Regions from separate parts of the Danio rerio genome. Here region 2 is linked to region 1. The links are chromatin contacts, called in public HiCAR-type maps. All regions are on one chromosome and are shown on one strand. Each heading gives the region's core, a stretch centred on a gene start, on an enhancer-like site or on the middle of the called end of the contact. The rest is flanking DNA. Distances are from core to core; before and after follow the strand shown. Region 1 holds the start of sh3tc2 (SH3 domain and tetratricopeptide repeats 2). Region 2 holds the start of il12ba (interleukin 12Ba).

The links. HiCAR-type assays count read pairs that join an accessible place to other places.
Region 2: a HiCAR-type map of caudal fin shows a contact between it and region 1, with 5 times the contacts expected there. The contact joins the promoter of il12ba here to the promoter of sh3tc2 in region 1. A contact is called at or near these places in 6 of 18 Hi-C or Micro-C datasets (caudal fin, embryo, hematopoietic stem cells and 1 more) and 1 of 4 datasets of contacts at active chromatin or transcription factors (caudal fin).

Annotation. Positions count from the first base shown.
Region 1 is chr14:39,376,260-39,382,600 of GRCz12tu, reverse strand. It overlaps sh3tc2 (SH3 domain and tetratricopeptide repeats 2), which reads right to left and starts at 2,532. Exons shown (of 18, transcript XM_068213386.2): 1 at 2,376-2,532.
Region 2 is chr14:39,548,433-39,554,773 of GRCz12tu, reverse strand. il12ba (interleukin 12Ba) reads right to left here and starts at 3,374. Exons shown (of 8, transcript NM_001007108.1): 1 at 3,312-3,374; 2 at 1,598-1,694; 3 at 1,197-1,463; 4 at 428-530; 5 at 1-111. The coding sequence starts at 1,694.

The sequences.
Region 1 (6,341 bases), core at 1,283-3,782:
ATGTACACAGACATCCATGTTCTTTGGATGTACACAATCTGTTAATATGTTGTTTTGGTGTATTATGTATTTAGTGTGATGTTAAAAAAAATGTTTAGCATATTCAAATCATATAGATAGTATTCTCAATATTTTTTAATGTAGTCAGTCTACCATATGATTGTCTCCCTGTCACTACTTCACTGTCTGTGTTTTGGGGCATAACAAAGAGTGTACTTGTCTATATAGAGTAATTTTGCTCATCGTAGTGTTTTGTAAAGAGAGAACCCAGTCAGATTCTAATTGAATCTGTGGAGATCTTGTGAGCAAGAGCAGTGGTAAACAGCCAAAAGCCATTTCTCAGCATACCTCAACAACTCTCACAGAAAATCTCTATGTGCTTTAGCGAAAAAAACCTGAAGCAATTAGCTCCTCCATAATCACCCAGTGTGTAAATTATGCACTTGCTACTTTTTACAGCAATGATATAGAAAAAAAGAAAAAAAAGAATATATATATATATATATATATATATATATATATATATATATATATATATATATATATATATATATATATATATGTGTATATATATATATATATATATATATATATATATATATATATATATATATATATATATATATATATATATATATATATATATATTAGCCATTTTTATGGACTATTTGTTATATTATAAAAATTATACTAATAGCTAAATATTCTTGATAATTAAAAAAGCTGCTTTTTGAGTGTACATGGATTATTATGCTATAATAGTGCTAACATGCTATCATTACATGGTAATGAGTCGTGTAAAATGGTCTTAAAATGACAACATTTTTTATCACAATTAATTTTGGTGCAATGCATCACACAACAAAACGTACAGTAGTTATCATTAATAGGCCTATAAAAAATTAAGCTGCTACTAAATTGTAACAATGACCATATTAGTTTGAAAATCTTTTTTTTTTTTTTTGCATAGGTTTTATGTTCTGAATTAAGAAAAAAAACTAACCTGGATTTTAATAATAATTTATTCTGATTATTTTGACTAAAATCACATTTCCCCATAAAAATCTCATATTTATGCTGTATTTAGTGCCTCAGCATATGTCCCTTATTTCATATTTTTTAAAATGACATTGGTGAGGGCTAGCAGTAGTCACATGTCATGCAAAATTGCCTAATATGTGGGAGCCAATTGTGTTAGTATAATTTAAAAGACAATATCACCATCTAATCACATTTCTATATCAATTAATTTGCAAGTATAGGACTAAGTTTGAAGCGAAAGTAATTAGCTATAAGTATATAAAGGTAAAAACATGTTTAAGGTATGTTTAAAGAAACAGTAAAACCTAAGAAAATGTAATGTGTTTTATGCAATTGCTGAATCTGTCTATTGAACTTCAAAAAAGTCAATGTTAAAAGTTGTTCTTTTAAAGAGTGTACTCGCATTATTGTGCTGTAATATTATCATACTGCCAGTACATAGTGATGAGTCGGGTAAAATGGTCTTTACCTCAAGAAAGTCATTCAGTATTCAAAACTCTTTGATAATATCATTTCAATATTCATTAGTGGTGTTTCATTATTTGAAAAGTCTAAAAAAACAGGTTGTTTTCTATGATAACCATAAAAGTTATTATTCCAACAGCAGAAACATAATTGTGTAATTAAAAGATTATAAAACTGTCTGTCCTATTTTCTGGTCTGAGAAATCAAATATCTAGACTTCTGATACACTATATGTGAATACTATACAATTATAAATGCTCCCCAAATTCCTAGTTTAACTTCTTTGTAGGGGGTTGGAAACTTCATAATTCATACCCTGGGAACTAAAAACCATATGTGTGAAGGTGTCATACTTATAACTACACACCTAATGTTGTGAAAGTAGTAACTGTTGAAGGCTGGCAGCACATTCCCTTCTGAATGTGATACATAGAAGGTGAACTGTCCTGTGCACTTGGAGACAGTGAAGTTAGCGCTCTCTCTCTCTGGGTTACTAGCACAGTGTGTGAATGTCAGTGAAAACAACAAGGTATGTAACCCGAGTAATGAGTCTAGACTCTAAGTTTAGAATGTCGTTCATGCCCAAGCAGCACATGCTGGCAGCCTGTTACTATTAAACGGTGTGAGAAACAATTTCTTATATAGGCTACTTAGTGAAAAGTTCTACAGTTTGTTTTAAGAGACAGATTCTCACAGAGAAAAACTATGTAAATGAAAAGACAACCAAAAGTCTTAACAGAATCTTTAAAAGTACATATAATTCAACCACTTGTCCCACTTTCATTCAAAACTTGAAAACTATTAACACAGGAATGTGAACTAAACACACATTAGTCTATATGCACTTTAGTCTCTGAGAAAGAGCGTACCTCTGACTTGCTGACTCCCGGTTGTGTGTTCGTTCCTCATAGATCTGTCACAATACGAGCTCTGTGGAGTTCCTTTTAAAACTTACCAAAACTAACCATAATAATCCATAATGCTCCTGTAGGAGGGACAAGGGTTGTGTGTGTACGTGTGTCTTCTGGTTGCATGAGTGTAGAGCTGAGGGAAGTTATGTAAACTCCTCCCCTAAATCATATGTGAGTTTTTCCTCTCTGTTTCTCTTTCTCTCTCTCTCTCTTTCTGAGACTTGTTCTCTTATTTCCTTGTTCTATTTAAACTCTAAATCCATACAGAAGGTGTTCACTTTGTTGATAAGGTGATAGATAGCTAGTATTCAGACTATCAATATTTTTACTTTCATGACTAAGCTAATACTAAATATCTGATTCATCAGGAATCCAACCAGTTTTCATTTCTTTGAAAACCTACAAAAAGTAAAGGAAATGTGAATTGTGTATGTGAGAAAAATGTGAATGTGAGTTTTTTTGTTTGATAATAAAAGTAATCCTTCAGGTCTGACTTGTTTTTTCATAGAGCAAAACAAAATGCCTGTAGAGTTGCTATCAGCTTCATTATAGTCAAATACGCCCTCTTGCTCACATTCCAAAGGTGCTTCCTTTAGCATTTCTAGGCAAATATTCAGTCACATGTTTATATCTAGTGAAGATATCAAGTTTCTTTAAAACATTATTATTTTCTTCCAAGAATTCCCTGTGCTCATGTGGCTCTGTTTCGTCAGTAGGTCAGATAACAGGCAGGGCCTAGGCTCAGCTAGTCATTTTTTGCTTTTCTAGCCTGGTTAAATATAAACCCTGGAAAAGACTCCAGATTCTAGGGACTGTTATTGAGTCATTACAAAAGTCACCCTGAGAAGATATTGGCCATGTGACTGGTCTGTGAAAGAAGGCTCTTTGTGCAGTACAGTGTGACCACAGGTCTCAGATGGTGTGGGTAAATGGATTACATACCACATCAATGATAGAGAATCAAACCCCCGACAACTGGTGGAGCCAGCAGGCCATGTGCCCAAACCATAGTCACGGCATTAACATGGCACACAAGACAAGCAGCTGACGGCTTCCACAGCACATCTGTTGGATAGCATATTTATATCTATTCATCTATTGTGCCCGTGATTATTAACAAATAATCATTTTATATGCTTCCTGAATCTGAAAGTTGATTCTCAAGATCAGCTCAGTAGATGCATGGTGTATTTAAAAATCTATTTAAAAGTTTAATTGTAATAAATGATTCACACAAGCACCTGAAAACTTACATTTCAATTGGATCAAGAATGGTGAAATAAACTTTTCCAAATACAAATGAGGGAGCATATAAACACTTGATCAGTACGAAAAATGAAACTGTAATGGTTTGCATGTATGCAATGATGTTGAAATGATGCAGTGATGCATAATGCCTTCTGATTGTTCTTGCTGAATCTATTAAATTGATGTGATAAAGTTCCATTTGCCAACATCTTGTTTGAAAATAGGAATGAGAATTTTTCCCTGGTGAAAAACGTGCACAAACATTTTTGGTTACTCATTTTTTACTTAACAGTTAATTTTTAGTACTATTTAAAGTAAACAAGATGACTATGCTATTTTGACACATCAAAAAGTTGAACTAAAATATACCTTTAAAATACTACTGTTATATTTAAAAATATATATTATACCACTTTTAATACAGTACTAACCATCTTTTATTGCACTTTTAAATATGCTATCTGTACAAATAAAATACACTTATATATTCTGTAAAATATAACAATGATACATGTTATCACAATGATAGAATGTCTCCTATGACCCATGAACAAATCAGCATTACTGTAAGTATTCAATCAAACTTTATTTTAAAGTGCAGTTCTCGCTATTAACAAACCAACAACTATTATTCATTCATTTTCTTTTTCAGCTTAGTCATTTTATTAACCCTTTAGCCAGCACGTAGACGCACTGGGTCGTTGGTTTCCCACATGTCAATGTTTATGAATAGATTACACCACAAAGAACAAGTAATCTTGACAAACTGTATATCAGTTTAAAGCTACAACCCTCAAGCAGCCATTGTAGCTAGATTTTTTTCAATGGAAAGCTTATAGCTTAAAGCTTTTTTCTCATGACTTCATAATGTATGACTTTTTATATTTTTTTTTAACATGTAACTTTACCACAGTAAAGCTCAAAGTGTCGTCTATCCAATAATACATAATTTGTGTTTGTAGCTTACTGGAGTCAAGAACTGCTGCTATTTAAAGTTAAGTAGGTGTAAATCCCCAAAATTGAGTGCTGGCTAACAGTTTAAACCACCTAATTCACCTTTGTCGCATGTGTTTGGACTTGTGGGGGAAACCAGAGCATCCAGATCAAACCCATGCAAACACGGGGAGAACATGCAAACTCCTCACAGAAATGCGAACTGACCCAGCTGATGCTTGAACCAGTGACCTTCTTGCTGTGAGGTGAGAGTGCTATACCCACTGCACCACCGTGCTGCTCCAACAACTATTATTTTTACCTAAATTAATGACTAATGTCCTGCTTATAAAACAAAATAAATAAGACTTTTTCCAGAAGAAAAAATATTATCAGACATACTGTGAAAATTGCCTTGCTCTGTTAAACACCATTTGGAAAATATTTCAAAAAGAAGAAAAAAAATTAAGGGGGCTTATAATTCTGACTTCAACTGTATATGCTTTTTTGTATTGATTGATGGTTTTTAGACGATGCATACCAGGTTCTATGTGTTTGCTGCTGATCCCTTGTTTAACACAGCAGCAAGTAAACGATGTTTAACACGGAACAAACAGTGATCTCATTATAATAAGTCAAATGAGCCCAGCATAAGCATTATCAGTAAATAACAGCATAATACATCCTTTAGTAATCAGTGAACAATTGCGTAAATGTAATCCTTGTATATAACTTGAGATTTGTATTAAATTGTTTCACATATGAAAGAAAATCATAAGGTCATAAGGACAAAGCTTTCCAATTTGAGTGAACTAATCCTTGACAGAGATCTAACATACAAATGGCATTTTTTTGTATACCAAAACTAATAAAAGGCCAAAAAGGCTCAGGAAATGTACCTCAGGGCAGCACCTCTGTGCCTCGGTGAAGGTAGTTCAGAGAGGTACTGCGTTCCGGTGCCCCTTTGTACCACTGCTCTAAGGAAGAGCAGCTTCCTGTTGTTGTGGACTCTGTCATATTGGTACAATGGTAAATCCAGTGCCCTGACTAGCAGTAAAGCCCATGACATCCGCTAAAAGAACACACAAAAAAATTATTCCTGCTACAGATTATTTGTCTGTGCACACTCTAGTAACGGTACATGTATGCAGGATATGAAATTATTGGTTGTTTTAACAAGGTGTAAGCACATTTAATGTAATAGGAATAGTGATAGACTGAATAAACCATGCCATCTGTAATTTTTTTCTACAGTGAGCATTTTTCTTTGCTTCTTATGTTTATGTTCAGTTATTTCATATTAAAGTAATGAAAGTGTCCTATTCTTCGCCATAAAAGTGAAATTACTAAATCAAGACATAGGAGCCTGAGAAAAATGTTAATATTCGAACAAAATATGGCTCTAAGAGGTTTTTGCATCTGAACCCTTTATACATATTAGCACATTAACAGCAAGGTGCTAGAGAATTTTAAGATGTTGCTAGCATGTTGTTACAATGTTTCTTACAAGTTGTAGGCTAAGCTAAGTACTTTCTGTTGTCAGCATCTTTTAGAATGTTGTTGGGCCATCTGCCAACCCATATGAAAAAGTAGCCATTTTATAGAAAAAGAAATAACCTTACTATTAACCTGTTGTCGTAATTTTATAATACAAGAAATAAAAACAAATTACCCAATACTTTACTTTTGTACAACCATAGGGTTAGGGTATATTAAACTACAATTCAACAGAGATTAGAGTTA
Region 2 (6,341 bases), core at 2,125-4,624, 170 kb before region 1:
AGGTTGATGCGCTCCAGCTCCTCTGCATATGGACAGTAGTCTTGGTCTAAGCAGGTGATACTCTTTCCTCCGGGATCCAGACTGCAGCTGATGTTGCTTCCACCATCAGGCCTGGAAAAGAAACAATCAAGTTTTCTTTCTTTATTTCTTTCTTTCTTTCTTTATGTATTTATGGATTTACTTCTACACACACTGAAAAAAATTATTCAAAGATGATTCCTTGGATTTACTCAATTTTTTTACGTTAAGTGGTTGTAAACAATTTATTTGTGTTGAATTTAAACAAACACACTAAGTTGAACATTATTAAACATAATTTGTTTGTTTAAATTCAACACAAATAAATTGTTTGCAACAGTTCTGCATGCAACACTTTTTTCAGTGCACCGTTATCGTCAAGATGGCAGAGAAAGTCTGGGAAACATACCGTATAGCTTCAATGTGAGTAATATGGCCATGTCTGTTCTCACCCCACGACCATGAACATTGGAAAAATCCTCCATAATTATTTGTTGCACAGTGGATGTAACCTTGGTTGATAATTAAATAAAAAGAATTAACAAACTTTAAACATTTTCTAACACTAAAAAAACATTTGGGGTTAGGAAAACCAAAGACAAATTAAATTAACAACAACTTGCTAAAGTTAAAAAATATTTCAAATAAATATTGTTCTTTATAATTAATATGATTTCTGAAGGATTATGTGACAATGATGCAGTAAAGAATGATGAATAAATAAATGTTTACATATTTGAAAAAAATAAACAAAAATCACAATATTACTGGCTTTTACAAACAAAAAAAAATGACCCCAATATATTTAATCTATAGACTACTTAGTATTGTAATGCCAAATAAACTGTTTATAAATAATAAACAAGTGTATAGCATATTGAAATATAAAAACTATACACTCAAAAATGACGTTTACTGTTTGTTCAGTTGTTTTATGACAACTTAATTGTTTTCAGTTTAATCGCCTTAAATTTTAAGCTACATAATTCCTTCATGTTTTCCCAACATAAAAATATTTTAACAGTATATAAGCATATACAAAAAAAAAACAAAACAAACAGGACTATCCATAGCAATGACAAAAAAAAAAAAACTTATCAAGGCACTTATTATTTTAATCCCTGAAAACCCCTTTTCATCTCTGATCTTCAGATGTGTTACAAAAATGATGCTTTTACCTTTCTCAGGAGTGTTTCTGATGATCTTCCTAAAGCTCCACTGGGCCAGAACCAGTGTGTGGTTCAGGTAGGAGCCCTCATTGTCGAAACAGGAGTAATTGGCCCCTTTCCACCCCTCCACCGTCACCGTAATCCTGTTTCCCTGAGCCTCCAGATGTTTATCTTTGTTTTTGGTCCATGTGATATTATGCCCTTCATACGCTTCTCCACAGATCACTGGCACTTCTACCCTATTTACACCTTTTACATCAACATCCACCACAAGCACTGTCGACAGACGAACGAAAAACAAATGTGAAGTGAAAGAATGTTAAAGCAAGCCCAATGCAATTAAAAGTTATCTCAGCAGTTAACAAAACATAACATGGGGTATTTTTGTAAAAATTTGATGTGAGTTTTACCATTTGGTTTGAGTTTCCAGAAGCTCTCAGATGTTTGGATGGATCCTACAGCCAACGAATAAAGACAAAACAACGTTCTTAACCTAAGAAGAAACATCTGTTGGACAATAAAAGGAATTAAAAATGAGAAACAATTACAAGTAGCCAAATGGCCGAAAAAAAAAAAAAAAAAAACACAACATAACCACATAATTGGAGTGTAAAAAGAAAAGTTAACACTTTTTTAACTTGTGAAAATTAAATGTATTTAAATATTTAATTACTTACAAATAATCAACTTATTTGCTAATAATTTGTCTGTAATTCAGTAAAAAGCGATTACTTAAAAAATGAGTAAACCTATTGCCTTAAAAATGACAAGTTGGGTTTACTTAAAAAATGTAAGTATTCCTGTTGTAACTTAGAACTGTTAAGTTGACTTAACTTATCTAACTTCATTTTTTTAAGTACGCACATAGTTCCTTTACTTAGTAATTTGAAGGCCATAAGTGTACGCACTTTTTAGCAGCTTGCTTTTTACAGTGTATGGAAAAAGTAATAAACCACTTGAAAATTCTCATTTTCTCTGAATTTTAAGGATTCAGTTTCTATGAGTTTCAGTAAAAAAACAAAACAAAAAAAACTATGCTTTGCTTGCCTAGAAAATGCTTCTTGATTTAAGAAGTTTAGATATATGGACTAGAAACAAGACAAAAAAATCTAAGAAAGAAAAGCATTTTTTGCAGTGTTCAAACTACTTTTGAACATAAAATGAACATAAATGTTCACATTTTTTTGAGGGGGGGGGGCAACTTTATTCTTTATGTTCAATCCAAAAAATTGTAGATTTGTGTTTGGACAACCTAAATAAATTGTGTTGAACCCTGCATATGGTGATAGTTGTTTTGTTGTTAAAATAAAAAATGTTTTCATTTGTTGTAACTGAAAATGAGGGTTGTTTGAATGTTAAATAATATATATTTAAAAATGACATGTTTTACAGTTTAATAATCATACCTCGTATTGCTTCTTTGTGATTAATTGGAAAATCAGGGAAAGTGCTCAAAGTAAACCCATAATATATAAATAAATAAATATATTTGAAGTCAAAATTTTAATTTTGTTTTTTCTCTTTAAAACATTTCCCCAAATAATGTTTAACAGAGCAAGGAGATTTTCACACAATGTCTGATAATATTTTGTCTTCTGGAGAAAGTATTATTGGTTTTATTTCAGCTAGAATAAAAGCAGTTTTTAATTGTTTAAAACCCGTTTTGAGGTCAAAATTATTAGCCACTTTAAGCTATATATCTTTTCGACTGTCTTCAGAACAAACCATCGTTATACAATAATTTGCCTAATTACCCAAACCTGCCTAGTAAACCTAATTAACCCAGTTAAGCCCTCAAATGTCACTTTAAGCTGTATAGAAGTGTCTGGAAAATATCTTGTAAAATATTATCTACTGTCATCATGGCAAAGATAAAATAAATCAGTTATTAGAAATGAGTTATTAAAACTATTATGTTGTTATTAAATGTGTAAAAAAATTCTTCTCTCCACTAAATAGAAATTGGGGAAAAATAAACAGGAGGGCTAATAATTCTGACTTCAACTGTATCTATATTTCTCAAGGCATTCAACAATAATTGAACTAAATACTTTTATAAAATGCATAGTATTTACGACAAATGTTTTCGATAAACTTTTATTAATATTCGGAAATGAGACTTACCTTTGATCAAAAGTCAAAAACTATCCAGCAAGATGATCCTCCACAAGCAGACTGGTTTTGATTAGTTGTTGTGTTTAACATGCAAGCTTTTAAGCTAAGTGTCAGGACTGCAGAATTTCCCCAACCAGGAAAAGTCCAGCACAGGTTAGAGGAAGCAAACCCTGCATGAGCAACTGCAGGACCTGAGCTTTCCTTATTAATCAAGTTGCTTCTACTTCCACTGTGCCTTCCTTTACTATCTCTAATAATAGACTGATTATCTGTTAAACACCACAGCCCATTCAAAACAGTATTCCACATCTGTTTCAGCTTATATATAAAACACAAGACTCGGCTAATTGGTTTGCAGCAAGTAATGGAGATTTAAAGGTGTTAAGTCAATATTTTGGGGGGGGGGATTTTTGCTACAAGTTCTCATCTGAAAGCTGGATGATGATTTACCTGGTTGCGTTACCTGTTTGTTTGTCCCGGCTAAACCCTGCTGTCAGCTGGTTTTTCCAAAAATGAACAATTCCTCTTTTTACTCAGATAAAGTCATTAAGGGATTTGTAGATTAATGACACTGTCAGAACATTAAACATTACCATGAATCACACTATTCAAGATGAAACACAGAAAAAAGAAAAAGAAACATCTTTTACCTCACTGTTTGCTGAAAGTAAAGCATTTTTAATATTATTTATAGATATTTTTATTTATTTTTTTATTTTTTACGTTTATAAAAATGTTTTATTTTTCCTGTCTGGATATTCTTGTTAAATAAAACAACTTTAATGATAATAAGTGCTTTTTAAAATTGGCATTTCCCATTTAACATATAACATGAGGATAAAATCTGCAATATTTTGATGTAATTTTTATGAATCTGTAATAAGTAGACATAATTGCTATGGTGGAATTTCAATGTTTGAACGCTTCTCTTTTCCCTTTTCTCCGACATTGAGTCGTGCAGTTTTGAAATGCAATCAAGCATGTGACAGCAGTGGGGAAGGAACATTTAACAACAAAATTGGGCATACCATTGGCATGGTGGTATTGATTTTTGAGAAGTTTTATCTGATGGTCTGCGCTCTGCTTAGTAGTGAATGAAGTCATTCTCTTACAAAACATGAGCACATCAAAAACAGTCCCTAAAACAGCCACTTACCACGACCATGGTCACCAACAATATTAGAGCCAAAATGAAAACACTTCCCCTGTTTGATGCTGCAGGGAAAAACCCCTATTTACTGTCAAATTTCCTTTGTCTTTATAGCCTTTATTGATTTGTACAGATATATTAAATGAAAAAAATTAGGAGAACGATTGAAAAAATAAAAATAGGATCTGTGCTTTTGAGTTACATTTTTTTCCCTTCTGTATTCTTTAAGGCAGGGGTGTCCAAACTTTTTGGGCCGAGGGCCAGATGCAAAAAAACAAACGTTGTCGCGGGCCAAATTTTACATACATCACACAGACACGCATGCATGCATATATATATATATATATATATATATATATATATATATATATATATATATATATATATATATATATATACATATATATATATATATAAATACAGTTGAAGTCAGAATTGTTAGCCCCCCTAAAATTATTAGCCCCCGTTTATTTTTTCCCCAATTTCTGTTTAACGGAGAGAAGATTTTTTTCCACACATGTCTAAACATATTAGTTTTAGTAACTCATTTCTAATAACTGATTTATTTTATCTTTGCCATGATGACAGTAAATAATATTTGACTAGATATTTTTAAGACACTTCTATACAGCTTAAAGTGACATTTAAAGGCTTAACTAGGTTAATCAAGTTAACTAGTCAAGTTAAGGTAATTAGGCAAGTTATTTTATAACAATGGTTTGTTCTGAAGACTTAAGGGGCTAATAATTTTGACCTTAAAATGGTTCATAAAAAAATTGAAACCGCTTTTTATTCATGCCGAATAAAAACAAAAGTCTTTCTCCAAAAGAAAAAATATTATCAGACATACTGTAAAAATGCCCTTGCTCTGTTAAACATCATTTGGGAAATATTTTAAAAAGAAGAAATAAATCAAAGAGGGGCTAATAATTCAGACTTCAACTGTGTGTAGATAGATAGATAGATAGATTGATAGATAGATAGATAGATAGATAGACAGACAGACAGACAGACAGACAGACAGACAAACAGACAGACAGACAGACAGACAGACAGACAGACAGACAGATAGATCATAACAAGAACTGCTGCTTAATTGAATGCATGTAATAGCGACACCCGGTGGTTATTTATTGAATTACGTTCATTTTTGTATAGCGGGCCAGATTCTATTGATATTTATAAAAAGCCTCGCGGGCCGCCACAAAACTGATTGCGGGCCGCAGATGGCCCGCGGGCCGTAGTTTGGACACGCCTGCTTTAAGGTATGAATGAGATTTAAATATTTAAAAAAAAATTTTAACACAATACATTGCCAATGATGTCATTTCAGACATCTTGAGAAACTAAAATTTGGTGGAAAGATTAATCCAGACTGTCAATCTCAACAAATTAAAACATTATTTTAACCGGTTGTCATTTTTGCAAATAAATAAATAAATGAAAATGAAACAATTTACAATTTAAACCCCAATCTTATCAGACCTTTATAGAACAAAACAAATATTTACATTTTTACATTTTAAGTTCTAAAATTTTAAACATCCAGAGAAACAGTATTTTCAAATGGCCTTTTAATTATTCATTCATTCATTAATTCATTCATTTTCTTGACGGCTTAGTCCCTTTTATTGATCTGAGGTTACCACAGCAGAATGAACCGCCAACTTATCCAACACGTTTTTACGCAGCGGATGCCCTTCCAGCCGCAACCCATCTCTGAGAAACATCCACACACACCCATTCACACACACACTCATACACTATGGACAATTTAGCCTACAGAATTCACCTGTACCACATGTCTTTGGACAGTGGAGGAAACCGGAGCACCCGGAGGAAACCCATGCGGTCGCAGGGAGAACATGCAAACTCCACACAGAAACGGC